Linked DNA regions of Mus musculus: all the other regions are linked to region 3. A link is a contact called in public Hi-C, HiCAR-type, HiChIP or PLAC-seq and Micro-C data. All regions are on one chromosome and are shown on one strand. The core of a region is the stretch at or near the end of the contact, and the rest is flanking DNA. Distances in the headings are between cores, read along the strand shown. Region 1 overlaps Ttc19 (tetratricopeptide repeat domain 19). Region 2 overlaps Specc1 (sperm antigen with calponin homology and coiled-coil domains 1). Region 3 holds the start of Specc1 (sperm antigen with calponin homology and coiled-coil domains 1). Region 4 holds the start of Pigl (phosphatidylinositol glycan anchor biosynthesis, class L). Region 5 holds the start of B9d1os (a long non-coding RNA gene). Region 6 holds the start of Adora2b (adenosine A2b receptor).

Region 1 (2,972 bases), core at 25-2,524, 350 kb after region 3:
AATTTAATTGGTCATCTTCAAATGGTGTGTGATAGTTACTTAACTAAAATTAGCTAATAAGCTGAGGCAGGGGGACTGATAGAAGTTTGAAGCCAGCTTAGGCTATAGAAAATAAAACAAAACACCCCGAATCCTGTTTCTAGTTCTTTGTGAACTTTGACTTGTTCCCACCCATCACTTTTCCTACATTATTTGGGCCGTGTCTGGAGGTCTAGCAGTAGCTGACACTGGGCGCTGATGTCTGGATCTGCAGCCTCCGCTCTTCATGTGGCATCGGCTGTGTGGAGTCTGTACTCAGTTCTGTCTGTCCCAGCCCTTAGTCTTTGAAAACTGGACCATGTTCTTTCCATTACAGAATTCTGAGTTTTCTTGGTTTCTTACTGCATTTTTTTCTTAAACCCTAAAATAACATCCATTGGCCCTCTACTCTTTTTGCGGTTGGCTCATTCTACTTCGGGTTTATCTTAATCATCTTTTCTGAATACTAGTTCCCAACTTTAAGATATTCAATATTGACTTTTTCATCTATTCAAAAGGAGGGGGAGGTCCATGATTTCAGGCAGCTACTTGTCACTTTTCTCATTTAATTGGTTGTCTGCCCACCTGAACAGTTTCTTGTGGTTAAGAGTTTAAGTATCTGAAGCATTCAGTGAAGCCTGGTAGCCACAAAGATGAAGTACAGTGGCTTGCTTTTTGACCTTTGTATATAACTTCTATTACATCCTTGCAACGCTTTTATTTTTCTTTTAGAAGAAACAGCCAATACTTACCTCCTCCTTGGTATGTGCTTAGACTCTTGTGCACGCTATCTGCTATTCTCCAAGCAGCTATCACAGGCACAAAGGATGTATGAAAAAGCCCTGCAGATTTGTCAAGAAATACAAGGAGAAAGACACCCACAGGTAAGAGATGAAACAGTGTATGTAAGCCAGGCCTGCCCGGTGGCACAGGTACTCTGTAGAGGGTCATAAGGTCACAGGTTCAAGGGTGCTGGGCAAAGTTGGTGAGCTCCCATGCCAAAGGGCTGGGGGCGTATTTCAGCTTGCATGGCACTGGTAAAGTTCTACATTCAGTGACTAGCATCAGTTATGGGTGTGGCAAGACATGGTTAGCCATGTGAAATGTCATAAGGAATGCAGGTTGATATCCAGATGTATGGAATCCTGCCACTCCCCGGTCTGTTCATTTTTTTTCCACCAGCTTTCACTACTCCCAACTACTTGTTTCAGGAAGGGTTTGAGATTGCTGACTAAGTCACTGGCACTGCATAGGCCCTTTTCTGAGTCATGGTTTATACAGTAGTCTTTGTACAAGGCAGACTTTTAACCCAGGGGCTTCAGAATATGTAGCCTCATGTTTACAGTGGTTTGTAGACTCTTAGAATCTTTTTTTTCTTCCTCCTGGAGCTGGGGACTAGACCCAGGGGCTTCTTCCATACCAATCAGAACCTTGCAAGTAACTATTTAGTTCATATAGAAGTATCTTTTTCTCCTGGGTAACTGGGAGGTGAGGAAGTAGAGATTTTTGAATTTGGGATGGGGCAGGGAGAGGGGGGCAGGACTAGAGATTAAAACTAGGACCTCATAAATTCAAGGCAAGGGCTCTACCACTGAGCTGTGGCCATAACTTATAAAAACACTATTAAAAGCAATATATAGCAAACCAGTAGCCAACATTAAACTAAAGGGAGAGAAACTTGAAGTAGTCCCACTAAAATCAGGGACTAGACAAGGCTGCCCATTTTCTCCCTACCTATTCAATATAGTACTTGAAGTCCTAGCCTGAGCAATTAGACAACAAAAGGAGATCAAGGGGATACAAATTGGAAATGAAGAAGTCAAAATATCACTATTTGCAGATGATATGATAGTATATATAAGTGACCCTAAAAATTCCACCAGAGAACTCCTAAATCTGATAAACAGCTTCAGTGCAGTAGCTGTATATAAAATTAAACCAATGGCCTTTCTCTACACAAAGGATTAACACACTGAGAAAGAAATTAGGGAAACAACACCCTTCACCATAGTCACAAATAATATAAAATACCTTGGCGTGACTCTAACTAAGGAAGTGAAAGTTCTGTATGATAAGAATTTCCAAGTCTCTGAAGAAAGAAATTGAAGATTTCAGAAGATGGAAAGATCCCATGCTCATGGATTGGCAGAACTAATATAGTAAAAATGGTTATTTTGCTGAAAGCAATCTACAGATCAATGCAATCCCCATCAAAATTCCAACTCAATCTTCACTGAGTTAGAAAGGGAAATTTGCAAATTCATCTGGAATAACAAAAAAACCTAGGATAGCAAAAACTATTCTCAACAATAAAAGACCCTCTGGTGGAATCACCATGTCTGACCTAAAACTGTACTACAGAGCGACTGTGATAAAAACTGCATGGTACTGGTACAGTGACAGACAGGTAGATCAATGGAATAGAATTGAAGACCCAGAAATGAACCCACACACTTATGGTCACTTGATCTTTGACAAAGGAGCTAAAACCATCCAGGGGAAAAAAGACAGCATTTTCAACAAATGGTGCTGGCTCAGCTGTTGGTTATCATGTAGAAGAATGCAAATTGATCCATTCTTAACTCCTTGTAGAAAGCGCAAGTCTACGTGGATCAAGGAGCTCCACATAAAACCAGAGACACTAAAACTTATAGAGGAGAAAGTGGGGAAAACCCTCAAAGATGCGGGCACAGGGGAAAAATTCCTGAACAGAACAGCAAAGGCTTGTGCTGTAAGATCAAGAATTGACACATGGGACCTCATAAAATTAGTTTCTGTAAGGCAAAGGACACTGTCAACAAGACAAAAGGGCCACCAACAGATTGGGAAAGGATCTTTACCAATCCTAAATCAGATAGGCGACTAATATCCAATATATATAAAGAACTCAAGAAGCTGGACTCCAAAAAAATCAGAAAAATGGGGTACAGAGCTAAACAAAGAATTCTCAACTG
Region 2 (2,813 bases), core at 22-2,521, 270 kb after region 3:
AAGAGCACACTAGATAGCACCAAGCACTGCCCAAGTGTGACATACTATTCGAGGTGAACAGAGCTCATAATGGAAGTGTAAGGTGTGCCGCTGTGTAATATTTCTAATAAATATATTTTGTTTCTGCCTCAGTTCTTTCACCTGGTGACATTTATCCGAATTTTTTTCAAAGCACCAAACTTGCTTTGAGTCTGCTGACAGCCAGCATCGCCCTGCATGCTCCCGGTCCCTTCCCAGCCTCCCCTGCAGCTCTTCTACAGGTCGTGCCTCTGCCCTTCCCATCTGCAGCTGTCTTGCTGTGGATATAAGCTGTCAGATGAATTCCAGCACCAGGATGCTACCAAGCTGTGCAAATGTGCTTAAGATGGGAAGTGGGCTGCCTGGACCCCAGAAAACACACACAGTGTTGTAGAAAGTTATGACAAGCTTAAAGAGGCAAGTAAATAAAAAAATATAATTAGTAGAGATGCCAGTGGCACCTGGAAGCCACAGATGAGGAAGGCCACCCTAGAATCTTCATTCCTATTTCCTTTCAAGTGAGCCCCACAGCCTGGCCTTTTCCTGAGGACCTCCACAACTGCTCAGGGTAACAGTCGCTGATACGACTTAACAAACATTGGGCCAGCCTCAGGGCTACCACTTCCCTCTCAGTCTAAAGGGACAGGAAAAGTTGTGCCAAGAGATACCCAGTCTTGTTTGCTTCACATCTGATTGTCCTGTGCATCCTAAGTGCCAGTTGCCTTGGGCTGTGTACACGTGTGCATCCCTGCTGGCTCATGCACGTGCATAGTAGGCCTTTCACAGCTGCCCAGTGTCTCCCCACTTGGGAATTATCTCCATAGCAGCTGGCTTTGGAAGCTTATCACACAGGTTCTATCCTATGAACCTGGCTCTCTACATGAATGATGTAAGTACCATCCGTAGGCATTCCATGAGTGGGCCACCTTTGCACATGCAATTTACAGGAAGGGTAAACTGGTTTTGAAGTGGCCACCTGGTAGCACTGAACCCCAGGGCATCTTCCTTTCTGACCCCAGATTTCCCGTACAGCTATCTCGGGTGGTTTCTGTTGTCACAACACATACAATCCTACAAACCGCGTACTTTATAAAAAATAGAGGTTTGCTTACCATCAGCTCTGAAGTATGGACCCTCCAAGAGCCCAGCACTGGTGTCTGGAAAGGTATTCTTGCCACAGCATGACTTAGCAGAGGCCATGAGGAAACAGAGGAAGCATGCTGGCCCTTGGCCTTCCCTTGTGAAACCAATGATACCACGGGGAGCCCGGCCCTCATGACTCATACCCAGTTACCGCCAAAAAACCATTAAGCTTCTAGCACATGAACTTTGGGGAGATACATTCAAGCCATAGCTTCAGTGGCAACAGCTCAGGCTTAGCTGAGTTAAATGAGAGGCTCCTAACAGCCCTGTGTACAGATCCCTGGGCCCATGGCCACGTTCCCTCTGCAGGTGCGAAGGGCTTTGCTCTCGGGCTGTATGAACTTCTATCTGAGCTCCATGAGGGCCAAGTGTAGACATCTGTGCTCATGATGCCTAAACCTAATAAGTGGTGATTATATAGATCGCTTGATGAATTGGTCCAGCTGCCAATTACTTGTCTTCTGACTTGGAAATTAGTTCCAGGAATGAATACCACAGCATCCAGCCTGTGGTCCATCTTGTGAATGGTCTGTTCCAGCGTTTTGCGGCTTAATGGTGAGTGGGAAAGGCTCGGGGAAGAACTTGAAACCTGACCTCCCCGAGGCCTTCATCTTTCCCTTTCCTTACTGGTATTATATACTGGTCTCGTGAATGAAAAGACCTAACACATTCCCCCTCGGAGTCTTCTGGGATCTTTAAATGAACTCGTTTTAGCTTATTTCACCTGCTTCAGTAAGATATTTCTATATCATGAAGAAGAAAAAAAATTCCATAAATAGATTTGCCTAGAACACTTTAGAAGGTTGGCCAGTGGGTCTGTGAACCTTCCCATTTGTCCATCTGGGCCGCTATTTATATCCCTCCTTAGTGTGGCCATTTCCCTTGTATCTGAAAAATGAGACAGAACTGACAGTGGGACATGGGAAAAGTTTTCCTGCTACACGTGACCTCAGAAGGCTTGGCTGCCATTCAAGGCTGATCCTGGAAAACATCTGGAGATGGACCTCGTCCTAAGAAAGGCAAAGCCTCACCACCCAGAGCCTCCAAACAGGCAACAGGGATGAGAACTCACTGTGACATTGAAGATGTGTTGTTCCGACTGCTGAGGCCTTTCAGACCTGCCTGCTGTGCCCACAGCCTGCTGTGCCCACAGATCCAGTTGCTTTTGTTGAGGGAAGGGGAAGAGGAGGCCTGGCTTTGGCCACCTGCCTTTGTTGTCTACAGCCATGGGCCCAAGGTGAGAGCACGGTGGTTTTGTCCCTCTCAGAAATCCTGTGGGTGGCTCAGTGTTGGGTCAGTCGGCCCTGAGTGTGATATCAGTATTTAGAACTTTGAGGTATAACACAGCTGTTCCTGCAAATCATCTAATATTTAGCCCATCTGGGCAAGTGTGTGGCCGGGATAAGCCCACTTGAAGGAATTTGTAGACATTCACAGCAGAATCTCTAACAAAGGAGGATGCCAAGCTTCCACCCTGACTTCTAATCCAGCTTTCTTAGGGCCAAGTTTAGGTCTTTAAAGCCCAAAGAAACACTTATTCTCCATTTTCCCCTTAGTCTGGAGTCCAGGGAGCACACCACTCACAGACTGTTAGGCTGCTGGTCTTTGTAGTCATTGTTTGTTGCTGGTGTAACAAATTACTACAATGATTG
Region 3 (2,806 bases), core at 96-2,595:
AGAGAAAGGACAACCCTGAACTCGGTCTTGACCTTGTTCAATTCCAGGGCCTCAGAGGTGTCCTAGAGATGTTGGGGAATGAGGGCTAAAGTGAGGGAGAGGTCTAAGCTGGAACATAAACGGTCCCTGCAGTGTATCCACAGAAGCGTGTGTGTGTGTGTGTGTGTGTGTGTGTGTGTGTGTGTGTGTAGATAATCAATGTCAAATGAGTCATGGAGTTATTTGAGGGGAACAAGGGAAACCTAGACAAGTTCTCAAACTTGAATCTATTTCAAAATTATGTCAAGAATTTATATGTAAAAGTACAAATTTCTGGATCCCACCTTTACAGAGGGTGTTTTTCTCTTTTGAATCTAGTAAAACTAAATAGTGCATGAGTGTAGCTCCCTGGTGGACCCTTATTTAGCACATATGGGGCTCTGGTTTTCATCCCCAGCACCACAAAAGATGACCCAAACCAAAACCTAATATTCTCTGTAGGGTGTAGATTCTTGTACTTTAAGCAAGCTCCCGTACAATGTTGAGGGCATTGGTCTGAAATCCTCACTTTAAGAACAATGGACTGAGAGCTTGTTTGGAGACTCTACCTCAGCTACTTGAATACCCTTGATCTAAGACGGGTCTTCCGATCCTCGTGGAAGGTCATCAAGTACATAGTTTGTACACCTGGACACACATGGAACAGTGAGGGAGGAAGGCCAGGCAATGGTGACACTTGCTTTTAATCCCAGCACTTGGGAGGCAGAGGCAGGAGGATCCCTGTGAGTTCGAGGCCAGCTTGGTCTGCAGAGAGAGTTCCAGGACAGCCAGGGCTACACTGAGAAACCCTGTATCGGTGGGTAGGGGGAAGAGGGAGGAGGAAGAGAGGAAAGGAGAGAAGGAGAGAGGAGAGTGGACAAGGAGAGAGAGAGGGAGGAATGGAGGGAGGGACGGAGGGAGGGAGGGAGAGAGAGAGAGAGAGAGAGAGAGAGAGAGAGAGAGAGAGAGAGAGACCGGGTGGTGGTGGGCCTTTAATCCCAGAACTCAGAAGGCAGAAGCAGGTGTATCTCTCTGAATTCCAGGCTAACCTGGTCTATAAAGTGAGTTCCAGGACAGGACAGACAGAACTACATGGAGAAACCCTATCTTGACCCCCCCCCCCCCCCCATAAAAAAACAATAGTCTAAAGTGCCGAGGGGGACCCTCTTTCTTCCCCAGTGAGATGCTCCATCAACGACTACCCATCAATGGAGGTTGAGTCGATGAGAACACAAGGAAAACTTCCGGAAAGAAACCGCTAGATGAGAACGGAGGGTCTGGACTACATCTCCCAGAAAGCCCCGCACTGGCGCGCGGGCGCCCCCTGGACGTGGCCATCGGGAAGGCGCCAGCGGGATCGCCAGGACCTTCCCCAGAGCATCCGTGAGCTAGGAAAGCCGCGGTAGCTGCGGGCTGCAGCGGCGCGGGAGTCCGGTGCGAGAGAACCACGGCAGGTGAGTTGGGGTACGGGATGCTCGGTCCTCTGTTTCTCAGCTGCCTTTTCTCAAGTCTGGCGAACAAGACGGGGTGCAGGAGTCCTGGCTCGGGGACGTGGGGTGCCCTTCTGGAAAGACGCGCTGCGGTCCTGGATACCCAGGCGGCGGGCAGCGCAGGGACCGCGCTGCAGGTGGGGACCGCAGGTGGCCGGCCCTCCCCTCCGGCCGCGGGTTTGGCGCAGCAGCCTGGCACGGGGACCAGGTGGCTCGGCCGGCTGTGGCCCTGGGGAGCCCCAGCCCCCGGGACAGGTGCGTGCGCTTCGGCGGGACTGGAGTGCCGCTGAGTGTTTGTCCACAAAGCCGCTGCATCCCTGTCCTGCCCAGGTGGTCGCCTAGAGCTTGGGCTGAGGGTTTCCAGGACGCCTAGGAGCGCGGGGAACTGTGCGGATGCTGGTGCGTGTCCCCGCGGTGCGCAGGCTAGCGTGAGCGCAACAGTGCCGATCTCTTTTCCTTAATGCCCTTGGAACAAAATTAGTTTTATGTGCTTAAAAAAAACAACAACAACCAAAAAACAAAAAAACAAGTTTGACTCTGAATATCTTAGTTTGATTTTGTGGGAGCTCCAATACGCCAGCGCGCAAGTTTATATAATAAGCAGTATACGCTTTGGGGGAAAAAAAAATCCCATTGAAGGTGCTCTTCCTTGCCCTCTATCGGATGAATTATGTCGAACTGGTTGACATGGGTATCCATTAGTAACTGCGGTGGCTGGAGGCGAGAGATAAAGTGTTTTTGAGTGAAGTCACGACCGAACCCTTTTGATCAGTTTTTGGTTTCATACGATTTGGTTATCCAGTTTCAAACACGATGTTATTTCAACGTTTAAGACGGAGTTGGAGGGTGGAGACCGAGGGTTGTCAATCCTAATACCTTAGTCTAAGGAAAATAGCTTTGCATGATTAACTCAAAGCCATCAAGTTTGCTTATTGATTATTTTGAGACAGGGTCTTGCTAACTATCTCTGACGAGCCACCACATTCGCAGTCCTTTAGTTTGTGTTCCAGATAGTGTCTCCCTAGGTAGTTCTGGCTGGCCTGGAAGTGCTATGTGGCCCAGGCTGGACCCTCCTCCTTCCATTGGGAATTTCAGGAGTGAGCCACCACACTTGGCCAAAGAAAGCAGTTTTAGAGCTAACTCCGCGGCCCCTTCTGAAGCCCGCATCAGTTTTAGTTTTTAAGCTGATTTGTGGATGTGCTGGGTAGATAATTTTATTGTTTGTTAAGAAGCACCGTGGGACATTTTTGTCGTGTTTGGTTTTAGGGAAATGTTCCCCTGTCTTTTCTGTAACTGGA
Region 4 (3,144 bases), core at 481-2,980, 500 kb after region 3:
CATCGCTGTCACCCTCCTTAACCCCTTCCATACTAGTCAAACAGCCACCAACTCTCCCTCAGAGTGGGCCTAGGACGGTCACCTGCGCCGGCCCCACCCGAGGCCCTCCATCCTCGCATCCCCTTCGCTGATCCCGCGGTGGCACCGCACGCCCCTTCCCAAATGGACAGATACCTCGGGCTGATGTCCGCCCGCCTAAGGCCATTCTTCCTCCAAACTCCAGGAGCCTCCACTCGTCTAGCCTGAACTCCCCACCGCACCCGACTCGCCCCTGGGGGAGGGAGAGGAAAAGACCTGCGGTTTGGACGGGCCCTAACCCTGCGTCCTCCGCGACGCCCCTGGCCTGGCTGATCCGAAGCTGGCGCCCTGGGAGCCCGAGGAAGCTCCCGGGCGAGCAGGGCCCGGAGGCCGGGGCTGCAGGCGCCGAGCCTACTCACCGGGAGCTGGCGGAGTGAGAGCCGGCGCGCCCCACGGCCGGACGACCGGGGCGCGGCCCCGGCGCGCGGCCCTCCGCCCGGCCCTCGCTCGGCAGCGCGGCGAGCTGGGCGCTCACTCCAGCCGCCGCCGCCGCAGCTTCGCCACCTTAGCCGCCATCTTGCCTCAACCCCACTCCCTCCCCCTCAGGCCGGGCGGCCGCGCTGAGGCGGCTCAGACTTGGGCTCCTCCTCCTTCCGGAGGGTTGGGGAGACGACTCCCTCCCCGGGAGAACGGAGTGCGGCTCTTACCTCGGCCTCGCTTCCTGGGTCGCGGACGCCGCGCCGGTTCTTTTCAAGTTGTCCCTCGCACTCATGCCCGCCCCGGCAGCGCTGCCTCCGGCCCGACCCGCCGCCGCCGTGGCAGCCATCGCGTCCTCGGCCTGGAGCGTCCCCGCGAGCCTGCCACTCCCGCGCGCCCGGGGCCTTCCCCTCAGGCGTGGGAAAGGACCGGGAGCCCGGCGCGAGGTTAGCCTTGCGACCCCTGCGCGCCGCCAAAGCGGCTACCCCGTCCCCTCGCCGCCAAAGAGAAACCTCAGCCCACGTGGCTGGGACGCACGTTAATTTCACACCGAGTGTTCCTCGGCATGGCGGGCGAGGCCTCCTCCACGGCGTGGCTCCTTAATCTCTGCCTCTTAAGAAAACTTAAGGGGCCTGCCGACCTCACCCTTCGAGTGAAATGACATTTCCTCTTAGCCGCTTACTTTTTCCTCTTGCAAAGCCGCCATCTGAGAAAGAACAAACGGTGACCCGCTTCGGAAAAACTTTTATTCCGGATAACGGGCTGTTTTATACAAAGTTTGAAGTCATAAAACGAGTTGAAAGGAGAATGCTGACGTTTGTTTTAGAATGCTTCCCTTTTGGCCGGCGTGCTGACACGCCTGAAATCCCAGCTCAGGAGGCAAAGGAATGGGAATCATTGCAAACTCGCATGGTCTGCATATAGTGAGTTTAGGGGAACACGCAGAGAGAGACGCGATCTCAAAATAACTCTAAAAATGCTTCCTTCCTTTTAAGCACACTGAACGGTAAGAAAGACACTTAAGACCGCAAAGTGCGGCTGAGCTCTGAAACTGGAGCAGATAGAGGATTCCGCCACCGAGGAGACGGGGCAGTATGGGTGGAAGTTTCCACGCTAGACCACGAATCTTGGTCTCCAGCCGCCGCCGCACTCTGACCCACGGAACGCAGTTTCAGCCGGTTCCGTTTTCCCGCAGGGAACCCGAGTCCACCCGCAGCCTGCCTTCCTGCGCAGGCGCAGTGCCACTTACCCGGCATGGAATTGGTGGGTTTCTTGTGTGTGGCCGTGGCTGTCCTGACTTGGGGCTTCCTCCGGGTTTGGAACTCAGCGGAACGAATGAGGTCTCCGGAGCAGGCGGGCCTGCCGGGAGCCGGAAGCCGGGCCCTTGTAGTGATCGCGCACCCGGACGATGAAGCCATGTTCTTTGCTCCCACCATGCTAGGCTTGGCACGCCTGGAGCAGCAGGTGTCCCTGCTCTGCTTCTCCTCAGGTAGGAGACTGTAGGAGGGTCGCTGGGTTAGGGAACTAACCGATCTTAGTTAACTTCTTCCGGAAAGGTTTTCTGTCGTAGGTAGCTACTTTCTCTGTGCTGGTCAGTCTGGGGACAGAAACAGCCGACTTCCCAGATAGGTTAGGGAACCCCGAGCGAATTCCATCCTAGCCAAATCGAGGAGCAGAAAAGTGGTTGTTCATCATTGGTTCCGTTCAGTACCTTCATGTTCCTTTGGGAACTGCGACTGTACTGGATGTTTTGGGTTTTTTATAAAGACAGTCTCACTGTAATCTAGCATCCCAGGCGTGAGCCGCTGTGCCTGACCTGTTATCCTGAGGAACCGTCTATTTGCAAAAGGATCAAATAAAATCATGCACCAGACAATTTGAGCTGTATGGTGTCTGCTCAGCCCACCAACTTTCTTTCCTAATAATAGCAAAAGACCTTCCTGCTGCTTTGAAACCCATTTTCTGCTACAAAGATTCATGTGTCAAATTGGGAGATTTTTTGTTTAACTTCAGACAAATAGAAATACATTTATAGATAATTTTAGAGTTCATCTGTACCCAGCTATTATTAAAAGAATTCTTCAAAAATGAGACTTGAATAATGATACAGACAAAAACAAACGAGAAAACCAGGATACCCTAAATATGGTGATGACTGGACAATGTGAAGTGTATACATACAGTGGGTGAATTTTATAGCAAAGTATACCTCAATAAAGCTGATTTTCAAAATTGCTCAGGACCTTTTTTCCCATGTGGTTGTTGTGTTGTTCTCTTTTGGGGGGCCAGGGGTGTTTTTGTTGTTGTTGTTTTGTTTTTTTGTTTTTCTAAACAGGGTTTCTCTGTATAGCCCTGGCTGTCCTAGAACTCACTCTGTAGACCAGGCTGGCCGAGAACTCAGAAATCTCCCTGCCTCTGCCTCACAAGTGCTGGGATTAAAGGCATGCGCCACCACTGCCCAGCTTCTTCGGGTGTTTGGTTGGTTTGGTTTGGTTTGGTTTGGTTTGGTTTGGTTTTTCGAGACAGGGTTTCTCTCTGTGTATAGCCCTGGCTGTCCTGGAACTGGCTTTGTAGACCAGGCTGGCCTCGAACACAGAAATCCGCCTGCCTCTGCCTCCTGAGTGCTGAGATTAAAGGTGTTCGCCACCA
Region 5 (3,153 bases), core at 533-3,032, 450 kb before region 3:
AGGAGGCATTTTCTTAACTGAGACTCCTGTCTCTCTGATGACCCTAGCTTTTGTCAAATTGACATAAAACTCACCAGAACATCTACCAGGGTCCTCGAGCACTCTACAGCTGCTGGGTGAGAGCCTGGGGATGCTTTTCATTATCTTACCTCTGCAGTGATAAGGAGAATGAAACATTTTATAAAATGAGGGTTCCTTGATGAAGACTTATGGCTTCACTCATATGCCCAAACCAGGAGCATACGGTATCTCCTGCTATGGATGCCTTTAGTAACTAGATGGGAACATTCTCCTACAGGACAGAAAAGGCCTGAGAGAGTACAGGTACCAGTGACTGAAATCATCCCCAGGTTTGTTTTCTCATAGAACTCAGGATCACCAGCCTAGGGTAGCACCATCCACAGTGGGCCTGGCCCTTCTCCACCAATCACTAATTAAGAAAATGTTCAACAGGCTTACAAGCCCAATCACATGGAGGCTTTCTCAATCTTGGTTCCCTCCTCTCAGATAACTATGGCTTGTGCCAAATTGACAAAAAAACTAGCCAGCACAGACCTCTTCCTAAATGTCTCATCCTGTTGGTTTAGGACAGAAAAGCCTTATCTAATGAGTAATTTGGGGATTGAGAAGGCTTCCTTTCAGTAGCCTGTATCTTTCCAACGCTTTCAGTAAAGAACAGCAAGTGGCAGCCACCGGCTAGGAGAGAGGGGCCTAGAGCCTCTGCTTGTATGACTCTTGGCTCTAAGCTAAAAGAATTTCTTACATGCTTGCACCTCGGCCCACCTAGAACGCTGTGACCACATGCCTTTCCTCTTCCCCATAGGTGGCTTTGGGAATCCCGCCAACTGACTTCCAAGCTAACAGTTAGCGTGACCTGGTGTCATTACTGCAGGCTGAGCTCCCTAAAGTATACACATCTGCATCCGTTTGTTTCCAGGCTCCCTCATCATTAATGTGCTCTTTGATGTTTCCTTATAAGCTCTGAAAGTGAAGTCTGATTCTGCAGCTAAATTCCTGTAACGAATATGGCTAAATTACCTTCCAGGTCTGGATTTCAGTCACGCCCTCCAGAAAACTGAGATGTGTTCAATTTTATTTATTAAAGAAGTAGTTCCCAAATATTTTGCACTGGCCGGGCAATGAGGACCAGGCATTCAATGCCCCTAGAGTCGAGCTGGGGATCTAAAGGCAAGAAGCTCGCATTAAGCCACCTTGAATTGGACAGTGATAGAGTAAGTGCAGTTGAATCCAAGCACTAACAATGGTGTCTACCGAAAAGGATGCTGGTGGCTTGGGACCAAGCTCTGACATCCCTGAGCTACCAGTGATTTTCCAAAATTGGGTGACTGGTTCCGTGGGCTCCAGCTTCTCATGCAGGACGCGGGACTTGGACAAATGGAGTCTCCGGGTTTCGATGACAAGAGCCTCATAGGGCTGAAGGGCGCATTCTTCACCTGAGACAATGTGCTGGGTGATGCCCGCTGGACCACTCCCGCGCACCAAGCCTTCCAACGATGGCGTCTTTGCCGTCGCTGTGTGTGGCAACAGCGACACCACCTGGAGAGAGGTAACTCTAGCACGTGACTTTCCGCGGGCCTGAGTGCCGGTGCTGCTTCTTCTCAACATCCAGCTTTGCAGCCTGCGAGCTTCAAGCATGGCCAGACGAGTGAAGTCACACAGTGCGGGTCCGTGGACCCGCCCCTGGGGGTTAGGTTCCGCGCGACAGACACGGAGGACAGTGCCCAAAGCCATAAAGACTACTGCGCCTGCGCACTCTTACCTTTGAGCGAACTCGTCACCGCTTGAGAAATTTGTCCTAGACGACTTACCGTCTGTTTCCAAGACAACCGAGAGCCTCCTGGCAACAGCGCGCGGCCTGCGCCGGTCTCCCGGCCCATCAGTGCAATGGCTGCAGCAAGTCCCAGCGTCTTCCTGCTCATGATCACCGGGCAGGTAGAGAGCGCACAGGTAAGCAGTCGTGGACTCCGCCCGGGGACGGCCTGTTTCTCTCCCCGGGCTCTTCGCTCAGCTCCTAGAAAGCCAAGATGCTCTGAGCATCTCAAATAAATGGAAAGGAGAAGCAGCATTTGAGAACCTTGGCTCCAGGTAGATGAACCGGACAAGCTTGAGTGAAAACAGACCTCGAGGCGTTCAGCTGGTACCACTTGGATCCTGTTTACTTGGTTGAGTGGTGGCCTAGGACTAATGGGACTGAAGACTCAGCTGATCCATTTAACAGCTGGGAACTTACCGGAAGGCAGTGGCCAAGGTGGGATTTGACCCGGTCCGTCTAAGAGACAGAACTTTGCTACATTATTCTTCTGGGCTGCTTGTTGAAAATGCCCATTATTCCTACATATTCTGAGGTTTGGCTGACATGCTTTAGGTTCTGCCAAGTCTGAAGCTCAGTAGGTGTTCCTGCCTTCCCATTCATTGGTACTGCGTCCTCCCTGTTTTCCTCTATCCGATTAGAGGATGTCTGGGCTGCTTACTCTGGACACCTTCCTTGGCGTCTGCCCTGGGCCTTCCTTTCTCCGGGACCCTCAGTTTTAGCCATGTTCTTTGGCCCTGTAGCTTCTGGGTTTCACGTGAGCATCATTTCTGTAGAGCTAATTTGTGCCCAGCACTGGAGATGCGCTGAGGCATGAAACCTGTTCCTTCTTCAGTCTAACAGGGTTATCAGATAGACATTAGGTACCCACATGCAGAAATGCAGAGAAGTGAAGGGAGCCAAGCAATGATCCTTAAGCCAGCTAGAGACTGAAGGGGAACTCTGAAAGATGGGCAAGGGGCCTACCACATGTGGACTGAGAAAGACAAGACAGAAAGTAGACCCTGAGCAAAATAACCTACGGGTATTGGCAGTCTGGGACTAAGCCTGACTTCCTGATTTCCATTCCCTGCCCGCCCTGAAACCCATGTCCACCTCCTCAGTCCCAGATGCCTCGTGTTCCTAATTCCTGTCCACTGCATCTGCCTAGCTAATGTGTGGGCCCAGTTTGCCCTTTCTAGACAGAATCCTGTATACTTTTTCTCTCAGTTTCCAGAGTATGATGACCTCTACTGCAAGTACTGCTTTGTGTATGGCCAGGACTGGGCCCCAACAGCGGTAAGTTGGACTCATGGGCCTCCTCTGGTTAGAGCTTTGGTGAT
Region 6 (2,952 bases), core at 114-2,613, 290 kb after region 3:
TAGAAAAAAACAAAAACAAAAACAAAAACAAAACAAAACACCCCCCAAAAAAAACACCAAAAATCCAAAAAAACAAAAAACAAAAAAACCAAACAAATAAACAAAAAAAAAAAAAAAAAAAAAAACCAAACCCTTAAAATACCCAGATAGAACATGTACTCTGTGTGCTTTGGTGATTTTGTCTATGCTATGAGTGGGCTCGTGGGGGATTTGCTGTTAATATTACAGCTAACCCTGAAATGTACTTTATATATATCATACAGCCATGCAGAAAGTGTAATTCAACGCACTTTTCCCCTCCCCCACGCCCATACTCATACTCAGAGAGAGCTAATCCAGCCACAACATTAAAAAAAAAAAAAAAAAAAATCAGCCCGGCGTGGTGGCGCACGCCTTTAATCCCACCACTTGGGAGACAGAAGCAGGCAGATTTCTGAGTTCGAGGCCAGCCTGGTCTACAAAGTGAGTTCCAGGACAGCCAAGGCTACACGGAGAAACCCTGTCTCGAAAAACCAAAAAAAAAACCCCAAGAAAAAACCCGTTATTCTTCAAAGAAGCTGTTTAGAGGTCACCCGTGTTTTAGTTCAGCTTAATCTTTTTTTTTTCAGTCATCTTTGTTGTGTTGACAAACTCCTTAACCATCCTGGCTGGTGACTACAGGTAGCAGCTTCCGCGGGGCAGAAGCTGTGTTCTAGAAGGATTAAGGACTCCAAACGCCAAGGAGCAGCCAGGGCTCGCTAGGAGAGAAGTGTGGAGTTGAAGGCGGTGGAGGGCGCTGGGGGCTTCTTACAGGTGGCAGGAAGGACAGATCACCCACAGGTGTGGGCGCTCAGCACCCTTCTTGGAGTGGATGAAGGCGGCAGTGTCTGGGAAGAGGCGGCGCCGCAAGTGAGCGGAAGCCGGTCTTGGATAAGTGGGCTGGAGAGCGCAGGGCTGAGCCGGCGAGCACCCTGGCGGGGCAGCGGAGACCACGGGATCGGGTGGATTAGGGGCCGCGCGGAGAATGCAGCACTGAGAGGAAGCCCGGGCCCGGACCTGGGGTGCAGCTCCGGTGCTGGGGAGTATGGACACCTTGCAGGGGCGTCAGTTCAGAGTGTGCAGATCGGGCGCGGGACAGGGTGAAGTCTGGGACTTCGCGCTCGGGCGGGAAGTGGTGAAGCTTCGAGGTGTCTTTCCTGAATGTGTCCCTCTCCCGCCCGAGGGAAATTCGGGAACCCATCCTTCCCCGAGCTCAGGAGCAGCTGGAGCAAGGACCCTAGGCAGGGGGCGGGGCCAAGACCGGCTCCTGGCAGCCGGCCAATGGGCGCCGCCCCCGTAAGGCCACGCCCCCGCCCCCGTCCGGAGCGCACTGGCTGGGCGGCGCAGACCCAGCTTGGGACGCGCGGTCTCAGCGCTGTGGCCATGCCTGGCGGCACCCTAGCAGCTGTCCTGAGCCCGACACTACCCCAGTAGAGGACTCCCCGGGCCCGGCTGGCCCGGCCATGCAGCTAGAGACGCAAGACGCGCTGTACGTGGCGCTGGAGCTGGTTATCGCTGCGCTGGCGGTGGCGGGCAACGTGCTGGTGTGCGCCGCGGTGGGAGCCTCGAGTGCATTACAGACCCCCACCAACTACTTTCTGGTATCCCTGGCGACGGCAGACGTGGCCGTGGGACTCTTCGCCATCCCCTTTGCCATCACCATCAGCTTGGGCTTCTGCACGGACTTCCACGGCTGCCTCTTCCTCGCCTGCTTCGTGCTGGTGCTCACACAGAGCTCCATCTTTAGCCTCTTGGCGGTGGCTGTCGACCGATATCTGGCCATTCGCGTCCCGCTCAGGTGAGACGAATCTTTCTTGCCTTGGCCGGGTTAAAGTTCTAAAGAGGGGCGCCCTCTCCAGGCCCACGGTTTTACTTTCTGGACTCCCAGATGGGCCAGATTAGGAGCACGCTGGGCACTGGAGTGGAGGACGCACTTTCTCCAGCACGCTTGTTCTGCCGGCTATCAAGACTCTCCTGGGTTGACAGAACAGGCCACTGACTGGGTCCCCTTTTGGAGTCAGGGATGCTCTAATTGCCCCTAGTTTAGGGAATCTGCATAAGAACACCCTTAGGGGCGTTGAGAAGTGCTCGTCCGACGAGTTACCTGCCAAGGAAGGGCTCAGGAAGCTCTAGATTCCTTAAGTTTTGTGGACGTTCCCGGCCCTCTGGAGAGACAGAGCTGCTGCCCGGAGTCGGGCATGCAGATCAAAGCTGCTGCCAGATGCAGTCCTGTGCGGAAAGGGCGCGGAGAAGCTTCAGCTAAGAACGAGGCAACTTTAGACGCTGGAATTGGTACTTTTAGAAGGGTCATAGGGTCTAACGACACAGCTTTAAAATGTGCCTACTTCGAAATGAGGCAGCCAGGCTCAACTCTGATGGGAAACTCTAGGAACATTGGTCCCTACTAGCTTCGCGGTGGCTCAAAGTATTCCCAGACATTTTAAAGAGCTACTGTGCTTACTGGTTCAGTGAACACTGACAAGACAGTCTTAGAGCCTCTAGCCCATTGTGTAACCTTATTTGTATACTGCTGCAGTGCCCAGGAGCCTGAAGAGGCCCAGAAAACTGGTGAGGGCTCCCTGTTCGCTGGCTCTCAGAGTATACCTAAATCACTTTCTCCTTATTCCATGATGGGAAAACAGGATCCAGGGCAGGGAGTCAGTCAGTTGGGGAAGTGGCTTCCACTTGTAGCTAATAAATTTAAAGTTGAGTTTGCTGCTCCTTGGTAGTGCCTGGGCCCTTTAGCATTTCTGAAGTGAGCTTTGGATCTCTTTAGAGTTGGAGCTGAGTTGAGGAAACTGAGTCACAAGAGTAGGAAGAGAAAGGCAAGAACTCCGTGGGCTCTGACCGTGTGCCTGGCAACTCTAATTAAATGTACATTCTTTAAACCTCGAAGCGTCCAGAGGACAGACACTGTCACCTGCATACTGTAGA

Evidence for each region. HiChIP or PLAC-seq counts read pairs in DNA pulled down with a chosen protein or histone mark. Hi-C and Micro-C count contacts between places; a contact is called where the count stands out from the background. HiCAR-type assays count read pairs that join an accessible place to other places.
Region 1: a CTCF HiChIP or PLAC-seq map of the NIH/3T3 cell line shows a contact between it and region 3, with 7 read pairs. The contact joins the enhancer-like site here to the promoter of Specc1 in region 3. A contact is called at or near these places in 4 of 39 promoter capture datasets (the C10 cell line, cranial neural crest, maxillary cranial neural crest and 1 more), 2 of 15 datasets of contacts at CTCF or cohesin (the NIH/3T3 cell line and large pre-B cells), 2 of 115 datasets of contacts at active chromatin or transcription factors (fetal liver and stem cell-derived neural progenitor cells) and 2 of 9 other capture datasets (adipose tissue and embryonic stem cells).
Region 2: a contact with region 3 is called in an HNF4G HiChIP or PLAC-seq map of pancreatic cancer cells. The contact joins the enhancer-like site here to the promoter of Specc1 in region 3. A contact is called at or near these places in 3 of 39 promoter capture datasets (the SN4741 cell line, cranial neural crest and hippocampal neurons) and 2 of 115 datasets of contacts at active chromatin or transcription factors (embryonic stem cells and pancreatic cancer cells).
Region 4: a contact with region 3 is called in a HiCAR-type map of astrocytes, with 3 times the contacts expected there. The contact joins the promoter of Pigl here to the promoter of Specc1 in region 3. A contact is called at or near these places in 2 of 39 promoter capture datasets (cranial neural crest and embryonic stem cells), 7 of 115 datasets of contacts at active chromatin or transcription factors (astrocytes, cardiomyocytes, embryonic brain and 4 more) and 1 of 9 other capture datasets (liver).
Region 5: a contact with region 3 is called in a Hi-C map of CD4 T cells, with 3 times the contacts expected there. The contact joins the promoter of B9d1os here to the promoter of Specc1 in region 3. A contact is called at or near these places in 1 of 484 Hi-C or Micro-C datasets (CD4 T cells) and 1 of 115 datasets of contacts at active chromatin or transcription factors (microglia).
Region 6: a Micro-C map of embryonic stem cells shows a contact between it and region 3, with 4 times the contacts expected there. The contact joins the promoter of Adora2b here to the promoter of Specc1 in region 3. A contact is called at or near these places in 9 of 39 promoter capture datasets (the C10 cell line, the HPC-7 cell line, the SN4741 cell line and 5 more), 1 of 15 datasets of contacts at CTCF or cohesin (the NIH/3T3 cell line), 7 of 484 Hi-C or Micro-C datasets (bone marrow-derived macrophages, cerebral cortex, embryonic stem cells and 1 more), 11 of 115 datasets of contacts at active chromatin or transcription factors (bone marrow-derived macrophages, embryonic basal ganglia, embryonic forebrain and 5 more) and 2 of 9 other capture datasets (embryonic stem cells and macrophages).

The regions. Positions count from the first base shown.
Region 1 is chr11:62,308,292-62,311,263 of GRCm38.p6, forward strand. It overlaps Ttc19 (tetratricopeptide repeat domain 19), which reads left to right. Exons shown (of 10, transcript NM_028360.2): 8 at 751-902. It also overlaps the pseudogene Gm12275. Among named protein-coding and RNA genes, the nearest start is that of Ttc19, 28 kb to the left of the region's middle. Within about 2 kb of position 1,275, at least 7 of the 459 cell types and tissues checked have an H3K27ac peak or open chromatin away from gene starts, as enhancers often do. A contact at or near this core is called in the NIH/3T3 cell line, where this site is marked.
Region 2 is chr11:62,222,875-62,225,687 of GRCm38.p6, forward strand. Specc1 (sperm antigen with calponin homology and coiled-coil domains 1) reads left to right here. Exons shown (of 15, transcript NM_001281818.1): 15 at 1-139. Among named protein-coding and RNA genes, the nearest start is that of Adora2b, 25 kb to the right of the region's middle. Within about 2 kb of position 1,272, at least 100 of the 459 cell types and tissues checked have an H3K27ac peak or open chromatin away from gene starts, as enhancers often do. A contact at or near this core is called in pancreatic cancer cells, where this site is marked.
Region 3 is chr11:61,955,418-61,958,223 of GRCm38.p6, forward strand. Specc1 (sperm antigen with calponin homology and coiled-coil domains 1) reads left to right here and starts at 1,346. Exons shown (of 15, transcript NM_001281818.1): 1 at 1,346-1,472.
Region 4 is chr11:62,456,711-62,459,854 of GRCm38.p6, forward strand. It overlaps Pigl (phosphatidylinositol glycan anchor biosynthesis, class L), which reads left to right and starts at 1,731. Exons shown (of 7, transcript NM_001039536.4): 1 at 1,731-1,984. The coding sequence starts at 1,750. It also overlaps a transcript of Ncor1 not described here.
Region 5 is chr11:61,503,304-61,506,456 of GRCm38.p6, forward strand. It overlaps B9d1os (a long non-coding RNA gene), which reads right to left and starts at 1,783. Exons shown (of 1, transcript XR_141098.4): 1 at 1,082-1,783. B9d1 (B9 protein domain 1) reads left to right here and starts at 1,841. Exons shown (of 7, transcript NM_013717.3): 1 at 1,841-1,968; 2 at 3,041-3,109. The coding sequence starts at 1,906.
Region 6 is chr11:62,247,621-62,250,572 of GRCm38.p6, forward strand. Adora2b (adenosine A2b receptor) reads left to right here and starts at 1,364. Exons shown (of 2, transcript NM_007413.4): 1 at 1,364-1,816. The coding sequence starts at 1,482.